Regions from separate parts of the Mus musculus genome. Here region 1 is linked to region 2. Evidence: chromatin contacts called from public Hi-C data. All regions are on one chromosome and are shown on one strand. The core of a region is the stretch at or near the end of the contact, and the rest is flanking DNA. Distances in the headings are between cores, read along the strand shown.

Region 1 (4,530 bases), core at 527-3,026, 260 kb before region 2:
AGTATAGGTAAAGTCACAGGTCCCAATCTTGAAAATGCAATTATAATCACCTATAAATCAACTATCAAGACAACAGTTATAGGATTTGAAATATATCAAAGTTCACCTGGCTAAAAAGTTGTTTTATTTCTGAGTCTATCAAAGCAAGAATGTGTGACATTCTCGGAATCAACTCACAGTTGATATTGGGAGGAAAACAATGTAACAGCTCTTTTACATCTACAATCTAGATCACTAAAAAAACCTAGACAAATTCCTAACAATGCAGAATGGCGGTATTAACAATGGAAGATCTAAATTCCAGTCGCAGGGAAGACAAGGGACATGAATTAATCTCACAGACAACCAGTCATCCCTCCACTCTTTTTTAATTGATTACTAATCTTCCTCACAAGGCTAAAATTTATTCTATTATTACAATTCTGGTCCACACCCCATCTTCCAACCAAAGGAGTGTGGTTCTTAGTATTCTCTCATTAACTACAAAATAATTCAGGGAACCTTTTATGGCTCACAAAGGACTTATGAAAGATGTCAAACTGCACTAAAAGTTACAATTCTGAAGCTGACAGTGTATGAATAAGCGAGACCAGCTTTCATCTGTCTCAAAGATGACTTCCTCATGTCCCCTTCCCACCAACTTCCCCATCAATGTTTCCAAGGGATTTCATTATAGAAGAACCTAATTTTACAAGTTACCTGCAGTTTCTAAACACTATGCTAGAGCTAAGACAAATATAAGCATCCTCTTTATTAATCTTCAATTCCAGTATCTGGCATTGTAGTCAGTACTGAACAGGTTAATAAGGGACAGTTTATTATTTAAACTGATGAGCTGAAGGCATGAGAGGGCAGGAAAAAGGTATCTGACATCAAAATGCGCTTCTGGGTCTCACTCCCTCTGACCTCGCCATTATTCCATCCCCAAACTGTCTACCACAATCTTCGGCTTAATATTGGTCTCTGTTTATTAAGAATGGTGTAGTTAGGGCAGCAATTACCAGTACACTGCAAAAAAGGATTCGGGCTGGAAAATTTGTCCAAATGTGACTGAACATTTCGCGATTGCCAGAGGAGCGTTTTAGACCAATGTCAGGACTATGACATATCTATCCTGAAATGACTAAGAAATGAGCTTCACCGGTTTCCCAAAACGCAAAGACATCTCGATTAAGCTCTTTTTCCTTTTCGACCCTTCTCAGGATTTCCTTCCTCAACCCCCGTTCCTACGCAGGTCTCTGTATCTCAGCTCAGGGCCTCTTCAATCCTTCAGATTCTAGTAGGAAAAGGAAGACATCCCTCGTTGCGCCCCCTTCCTTCGGGCGCTTCTTCCTCCATCCACCCTTCCCGGCCTACCCCAGCCTTCACTAGGCCTCAACCCTCATCCATTGTTATTTACATCGTCGTCGGGGGAGGCTGAACGTTTCACCCCGTGCGGGTGAGACTCCCGGGCAGCACTCATCGTAGCTGGGATCCTGACGGGGATATGCCAAACACACTCGCAGTTCTCCTCAAACGCGACACCAGCAGCCCTCACCCAGCCGCCGGACCAAGCAGCGCCACTCCAGAACGCAGAGCCCCCTCCGGCCCTTCACCGCTACAGTCGTCACTGCTGCGGCCGCTCGTCACCCTGGAGCACACCGGGAGTTGTAGTTTTTTTGGACTCACTCTTTACTGGCCTGACTAAGCCGTCTTCAGTGACTTAAACTACATTTCCCAGGAGGCCGAGCGAAGCATCTCGCGCGGCGTGGCGGGAGAGCCCTCGGAGGCTACGCTTTCTTCGGCGTGTAGAGGGAGCTTTCCCGTGGATGGGTATGGTGGTGATCGTTGGCGGAGAGCTTCGTTGCCACAGACAGACCTAGAGTGGGTTTTCGCCTTTTTGTGTGTGTGAGGTTCTGCCCTGTTAGTAAACACATTCATCATAGTTAAACACATAGACTTAAGTGTAATGTTTGAGGCTTTTTGAATACAAGTTCTCGGCCCAAGACAAAAACCTAAAACATGGCTTCTTCCCCCAGCCTAATGTGTGGTCTCTACTGCTCACACGGGATATTCTAACGTCTTCATTCTCTTCCTTTCCTTCCTTCCTTTCTTTTCTTACTGAATAGAGTTCAGTGTGAAGCTGAAGGCTTGTTAATTGGCTGTTTTGTTTTTCGTTTTTTTTCTAAACAGCTCCACCCCTCAGGAATTGTGGACCGTTTTCCACTGGGCTTAGTGTATTCTAGATAAGAGTGACCCAACTCTCTGATCCCTTTTTAAGGTAGATATTATTTGAAACTTCATCGACTGAAGTCTGTCTGCCAAAAAAAAATCCTGTATCTTTATTATTTTTCTTGGGGTGGGGGTGGGGGGTAAGTTTCCTATATAATAAACCCCTTTAAAGTTACAATACAGTAGCAGTCTCAACCTGTTTCAACTGTCTCCTCAGTCTAGTTGCAAGAGACCACCCCCACCCCGCCCCCTTAGGATGGATACATTCGCTGCCCTTCCCATTTGCAATCTTGTTTCTAGTTCCCTTTTCCTCATTTCCCTGCTCCCTTTCCAGCCCCAACTAAGCTTCCTGCAAGATCTTGTAGTCCAGTGTTCAGATACTGAAGATAAACTTCTGTATGTTATAGCTGAATTTGCATCCACAGGTGAACCTGACATACTGTCAGGATGACTTTCTTGCCCTTACTCATTCTGAAGACTTCCAGCCTTGATTTTTAAAAAGATTTTTTTTTCAAGTATAAACAAATAGTATGACAACAGTACATGGCTAGTCTTAAGTCCCCATACCGAGTGGTCTATGAGACACCTGTCAGTGTCTGTGCTCAGCAGTTACTCTAGTTGAACTACATTTCAGATGACGATGAACCACTGATAGAACTGTGCCCAAAGTGAAACCTGACTATGCCTGTGAACCTAGTGTCTGGGAGGTGGTGAAGGAAGATAAGAAATTCAAGATCATCCTCTTCTAAGTAATGTGTGGTTTGTCAGCCGAGTCTATAGTAAGACCTCCTCTCAAAATAAAAATAAAAAATAAAAATAAAATAAAAACAGTACCCCACCCCCCGCCCCTATCCCAAACATCAGGACTTAGAGCTATGCACACAGGGAAGACAGTTTCTTAATTTATGCAGTCATAGATCCAATTCCTTTATTTTTGAAGCAGAGACTAGCTTTTAAATAAATTATATAAAAATACGGTTAGAGCTATATTTAATAAGCCTAACCAAAACAAACTAATCTCTTATTTCTGTGTTAAACCACAATAAAGGAAAAAAAAAAACCCATGAAGAAAATATTTTTAGAAGTGGTTTTTTAGTCACTAAAATTAAAATATTTTACCTACTAACTTCATGACCCTACTTAGTTTTTATTTAACTTTTATAAATGCAATTACAATGGAATTCCATCGAGGTAACAAAGTAGGATGATTATAATTCACTTCAAATAGATTTGAAAAATTGTAATAAGCACAATTTAGAACTCTTAATGTTACTGGCAAAATAAGATGGCCCAGTAGCTACTTAAAGATAGCTAAGTGACTCTAAGATGAAGAGGATTATTATTAAGGTTAGTAAATATTAAATAATTTTAACTTTAGTAATAGATAAAAGTCCAGGAAATTTTAATGTGCTTTTTATTCACCAGATTTGTGGCACATCTGGATGGCTATGTGTTCAAGTTATCATAAAACATCATGGAGCAAATCAAACCTCAGAATAACATACTGTATTATTTGAACAGACTTGACTCAGTTCATGTTCACAAAGCTAGATGTGAAGATGAAACTGTATAGTAGTAGCAATATATGATGACACAGAGACTTAGTAATACTCTCCCTTGTTAACAAGAAGTCATCGATGGAGCTATGAAATACCTTCTCTAATACAAGACCATTCCAGTTTCACTTTTTGTTTGTTTTCTAACACAGTGCCACAGGATGGTTAGTGAATGTCTTAAGTTTGTACTACCTTAGATATTCTCTGCTAATCCTTAAATTTTACCAAACACTTTCAGTGGGTACATAAGGAACATATTTTCTGCATTCAAGCAATTTAAATTTTAATTGTAACAGTTTAAGTTCAGTTTACCGATTAAGATTAACCATATACATCAAAACAATTTGCCAAAGATAGAAATGAGCAAAAGTGATTACAGAATTACAGTCTGGGGAGTGCTGAATGTCAAGGGATGGAGTCTCTAAGGATTATTTTATTCTAGATGAGTGTGTGCTTCTGAAGAAATACCTAACTCTTCAGGTACTTTTTTTAAAAAAAGATTTATTTATTTTATTTTATGAGTACACTGTAGCTGTACAGATGGTTGTGAGCTTTCATGTGGTTGCTGGGAATTGAATTTTTGGGGGGAGACCTCTGCTGGCTCTGATCAACTCTGCTCGTTCTGTCCCTGTTCATTCCAGCCCAAAGATTTATTTATATACGTACGTACATTTAGCTCCAGAAGAGGGCATCAGATCTCATTTCAGGTGGCTGTGAGCCACTGTGTGGTTGCTGGGATTTGAACTCAGGACCTTCAGAAAAG
Region 2 (4,804 bases), core at 1,832-4,331:
GCCTTCTAAATGCTGGGATTACAGATATATGTCCCATGCCTAATTCCTGCCTAGGGCTCTAAGAAGGTCTAAGAAGGCTCTGCACTTTGGTGAAGGTTGCAGGTGTTTTGATGGTCTATTCTCTCACACTCATCCTGAAAACTTGGTACTTGTGTTACATTTGATCTTAGGCATGGACACGACATGAAAGAAGCTGGGCTGTGGCTGTAGCCCTTACCTGTGTGTACGCCCTAGCATTGCAAACTGAGAATACCAAACCCAAAGCAATAGCCACAAAACCCAGATGGAGATCTTGTAAGACAGCGACACCAGTGTACAGAAGAACCCCTGCCCTGTTAAACAGTGATTCCTCACCAAGAGCACATTTCCCTGGTAAATTTGTACAGTGCCTGATGTAGAAAGGAACTGTGATAGGCCGTAGCTTATGAAGTAATTTGTTCTCTGAGCCACTGAATAATAAAAACAGCAAATTTAGGCCCAGATATAAATCTTCGTCTTGCAATTTGCTTGCAGTGTTCCTTCTCAGTCTCTTGTCTGCAAATTGGATATAATATTCCCTATAGCTGTCATAGACTGGGAAAGATTAAGTAAGAAATCCCTTTCATTTCTTTCTCTACTTGAATTCATTCTTTATGACAGAAGAAGCACTTCTATATGTGTAGGTTGGTGGAATTGTATGTAGATCATTTTATAATTGGCTCTCTTTGCAGGATGTCAGGAGGTAAGAATGGAGAGACCTCTCTAGCCATCCTAGCAGCTGATTAAACACTGTGTAGGAGAACGGGGAAGTGGGAAGGAGAGCAGATGAATCCCTGGCAAAGAGAACAGTCTAATCCCAGAGGACATTTGCAACAACCGCCTGGGCCCTTTGGCTAGACTCAGAGCAGCCCAGGGCAAGAGGCCTGCCCCTCAGCACACCATCCAAACTGTGTGTGTTAAGGCTTGGCTTTAATGAAGTCATGACCACTTGTTCAGCTCTGCATATGGCTGGATGTGATTCCCAGCTGCCCTGTGGGTTAAAGTGTAAACAATGAGTAGATTGTTATGTTCCTATTAAGCTCGGAGTGTGATCTCATGTCTGTGCCACATATGTCTACCACTAGAAATGTCCCTGCTCCTGATCTCATGAAAGGGAATTAAAGCTGTGTCTGAAAATGTCTGAATCCATTAGTCTGAGGGCTTTTTGCTCATGTTTTTACTGAAAACAAAGACTGACGTAGAGGTATAAAAAATCACGAACATCATCAATAGGTGTCAACATGACACCAAACAGATAATAGACACTAGGATGAACATTTTTTACCTCAGGACTAAGACACCCATACATCTGGCATTTTCTCAGAATACAATACTCTTGTAGTCTACAGTCATAAAGAAGGCTGAAAATTCCCGGATCTGAAATGTGTACCATGTAACAGAAAACACCCATCCACAGAACTGATTCTGTCCAATTGCTAGCATGTTGATTAATTAGTGTCCTAGTTTTTCTTGTTCTATATTGATCAGAAATGCTATTGTCCTTGTGTTTACATTTGTAAGTGTAGCATACTTGTGCTGGTCAGTGACAACCTTCAATGTCAGCCCTATAGCCTTCTCCATGGTTTGAGATAGGATCAGGTACATCCAGCTGCTACATACAGAAAGCTAGCTAGCTGGCTCATCAGCTCCACGGGATTCAGTTGTCTCTGCCTCCCATTTCACCACAGGAGGTCTGGATCACAGATGCATGCATTGCCATGTCTGGCTTTATGTGTGTTGAGAGAACTCAAACTCAGGTCTCTACACTTGGACAGCCAGCACTTTACCATGGAGCCATCTCTCCAAGCCCTGGAATGATGTTTGTGCTGTTACTGTTTTATATTACAAATGTTTCAAATGTTGATATAATGAGAATACTAAATGAAGGCCAGGGATTTGAAGTTCTCTATAAGGAAATATTTATTTTTGATAATGTCAATTAACATTCTGGATAATTCAAGGTACCTGCCTAATTTTGTTACTTTTTCTTTGTAGCAGTTTTAAAGTAAAGCCATCCCCATTCTACCGATAAGGAAGGGGAGGCTGAAGAAATTTAAGTAACCCCTTAAGGTTGCAAAAGACTGGTTTCTTACTAGGGTGATCTAATGTCTCTATGTTGATATTCTTGCTGTGCCTTGCTCTTAAGTCTTTCCTAAATTCTATGCAAGATGGCTTCCTGATCTCTAAACTTGGTAGTAGGTCTGAGTAATGATACTCAATTGCTCTCACTGCTTTTCCCATGTGTGTGCATGCACTCTGCCTTTCCCATTGATGTTATGTCTGTTAAGCTGTGGGCTCTACCTGGTTGCCATGAAACTGTTATCCCTATTTACAGATGGGTAGGACAGACAGAGACGGTGTTGATTTTCCAGGTCAAACAATTCTCAGAGACAAACCTAGAAATGTCTTGTCCTCAGTTTGGCAATCTTGTTCACCCTCTGCTGTGTATATCCAGGGATGCTGACTTCAACAGAGAACGGTGACTGTACAAGTGTCAAAATATTACCTTAGCCAGTCTAAGGAGGAGTGTTTTCTTTCCCTAAAAATGCAAGTCTTTGGAAATTTCCCTTGGGGCAGGGGTGGGGCTTATCCTGCAAGTCCTGCCCCTGTCTCCAGGGAAAGGCTATTCAGATAGAGTTATTATTGTTATGGATTAAGTGTAACGGATTCACTTAAGGGTCTGTTAGGCCAGGGCCTTGGTTTTAGAGCTCTCAAAAATTCTCCAGCTTAATTGAACAGAGAAGTTTTGGGGGAGGAAAAAAGAGTTAAGTTTGAAAGGGAAACTTTTCTTATAGGTAATGATTACAAATACTGCATGCTAGAAGCATTGTATCTTTTCAAACTGTAGAGTAAGAAAAACAATTAATCCATCTACAAATACTTCCTGCTGTCTAGTAACAGGGAAGCCTGGTTCTGTAGGTATGGTTACTCTTGGGTGTTTGTGCTGGGGCCACCATGAAGTAGCTGTACACTTGGCTCAAATTGCTTCCCTTCTCTGATCAGCCCTCACTTGGCAAACAAGATAGTAGAGTTTGACAACTTGTTTTGGTTTATTTTGTCTTTTATTGTGATACAGGGACTCATGAAGATTGGCTTTAAGTCAGCTATGTAGCTGAGGCTGTCAGCTTAGGTGAATTTTATGTGTACTTTTATCTCTCAATACTTATCTCCTAAAGCCAGTTACTGAAAACTTAAATGTTAAACCATGTTTCTGATAAGAATAAGCAAAGATATAGAGACTTATTACCAAAAATAACTTTTAGCATCAGAAATCCTTAAAAATAAGATCTTAACCTCTTTTGAAGGGAAAAAACAAATGCTCCCCACCCCCACCCCCATTATGAGCTTATGAACCAGCTCTAGGCTGGCTTCAGACCTTATCTCTTCCTCGCACCTCTGTCTAGCCACAGGGCTTTTATTTAACAATGGGAATCTGCCTCTACATCTCAAACAACGGTTGTCTCTCTTTACTTAAACCCTTTTTTCGGTCACTAGACCCTCTGTCTGATCCTGAGGCTGGAAGGCCTTTCTTCCTTACTGTGAGGAGCGCCTCTACGTGGACTGTGCAGTTCATAAAGTGTTAGTGGTGGACCACGGAGCTGGAGAACATCTGAGACTTGGCTTCGCTTGGCTTGTGACGGAAGTGACTTTACCCGCTTTATCTCTGTACTCCAGAGTTCTGCCATGTACATATGTATCTATATTTACTGATTAATTAATAAGAGAATAGTGAGGAGGATACTTGGGCTTGGCAGCACTTTTCTTATCTACAGCCTGTGCTCACATTACTGGCCAGGTGCCCAGCTTATAGTCATCTCCGTGTCAAGAGAGATAGGTGCTCTGGGCTGTTCCATGTGGCCGTTACCACTCTGGCAACTTCTGAATAATATATGTGACATGTTGTTGCTCCTTACAGGAATGTGAAAAGTTCCATATTCTGAGAAGAGTCGATCTGTATATTAATCTCTGCTTTCCAGAGAATGTTTGTGGTATAGAAGACCTCAGCTTTGGGTAGCTTTCTCTGCTTTTTCTGTCAGGTTCTCTCTTGATCTCCCTCTTCCTTAAGCAGGGCTAGGCACCCCATAGTGTTTCTGTACATGCTTGCTGTATTTTACCTCCTTCTAGAGAATCAGCGGGCCGTTCCACACACGGACGTGCCTGCATTTTCACTCTTCTAGTGTTCTCTGAGCAGAGCGGTGGCGGGGACTCTGTGTGTGACACTGCTGTGGTGATGCTCGGTTGCCCTGCTGTTCCCTAAGATCTGGGAAGGTAGGAGTGAGTTGAGGGAGCAGTGGGGTTGTGGAGCCTAGACGGGAGTGTTTATTGCTTGCTATTGTTCTCTCAAGGGGAAGGCGTGGACCTGACTTGGTCTGGCCCCTGTGTGCTTTTCAGGCTCAGTAGCTTTACACAGGGACCCACATTCTTCTTCTCTCAGGAGGACCACATGGTAAAGGAGGGCGGTATTTTTGTTGTTTCCCTTTCTTTTAAGGGGCATGGATTTTTACTCTCAGCTCCGCACTCCACCTGTGGAGGTGTGGCATTGCTACCCTCTCTGAACTTTGTCTGGAGATAATGATTTTGTAGTGAGAAGTCTAACCACTGATACAACTGGGTAAAGTAGAGGAAATAGTACATATACGGGCTGTGAAAATTGTAAATTATAAGTTTATCTAAACACAAAGTGCAGTCATTTTTGTTTTCCAGCTTTTGAATTCCTAGGGATTTTGTCTGAAGTGAGACCAGTTTGCTCTTCACTTTTGCAACCACCGCCTCAGGCAGAAGCAGA

Evidence for each region. Hi-C and Micro-C count contacts between places; a contact is called where the count stands out from the background.
Region 1: a contact with region 2 is called in a Hi-C map of the G1E-ER4 cell line, with 4 times the contacts expected there. The contact joins the promoter of 1700003G18Rik here to the enhancer-like site in region 2. A contact is called at or near these places in 2 of 484 Hi-C or Micro-C datasets (the G1E-ER4 cell line and erythroblasts) and 2 of 9 other capture datasets (adipose tissue and pancreatic islet).

What each region holds. Positions count from the first base shown.
Region 1 is chr7:116,090,395-116,094,924 of GRCm38.p6, reverse strand. 1700003G18Rik (RIKEN cDNA 1700003G18 gene) reads left to right here and starts at 1,776. Exons shown (of 4, transcript NR_029433.1): 1 at 1,776-1,863. It overlaps 1110004F10Rik (RIKEN cDNA 1110004F10 gene), which reads right to left and starts at 1,545. Exons shown (of 5, transcript NM_019772.2): 1 at 1,400-1,545. The coding sequence starts at 1,462.
Region 2 is chr7:115,830,043-115,834,846 of GRCm38.p6, reverse strand. The region is part of intron 2 of Sox6 (SRY (sex determining region Y)-box 6); the gene reads left to right. Among named protein-coding and RNA genes, the nearest start is that of Sox6os, 200 kb to the left of the region's middle. Within about 2 kb of position 3,081, at least 44 of the 459 cell types and tissues checked have an H3K27ac peak or open chromatin away from gene starts, as enhancers often do. A contact at or near this core is called in the G1E-ER4 cell line and erythroblasts, where this site is marked.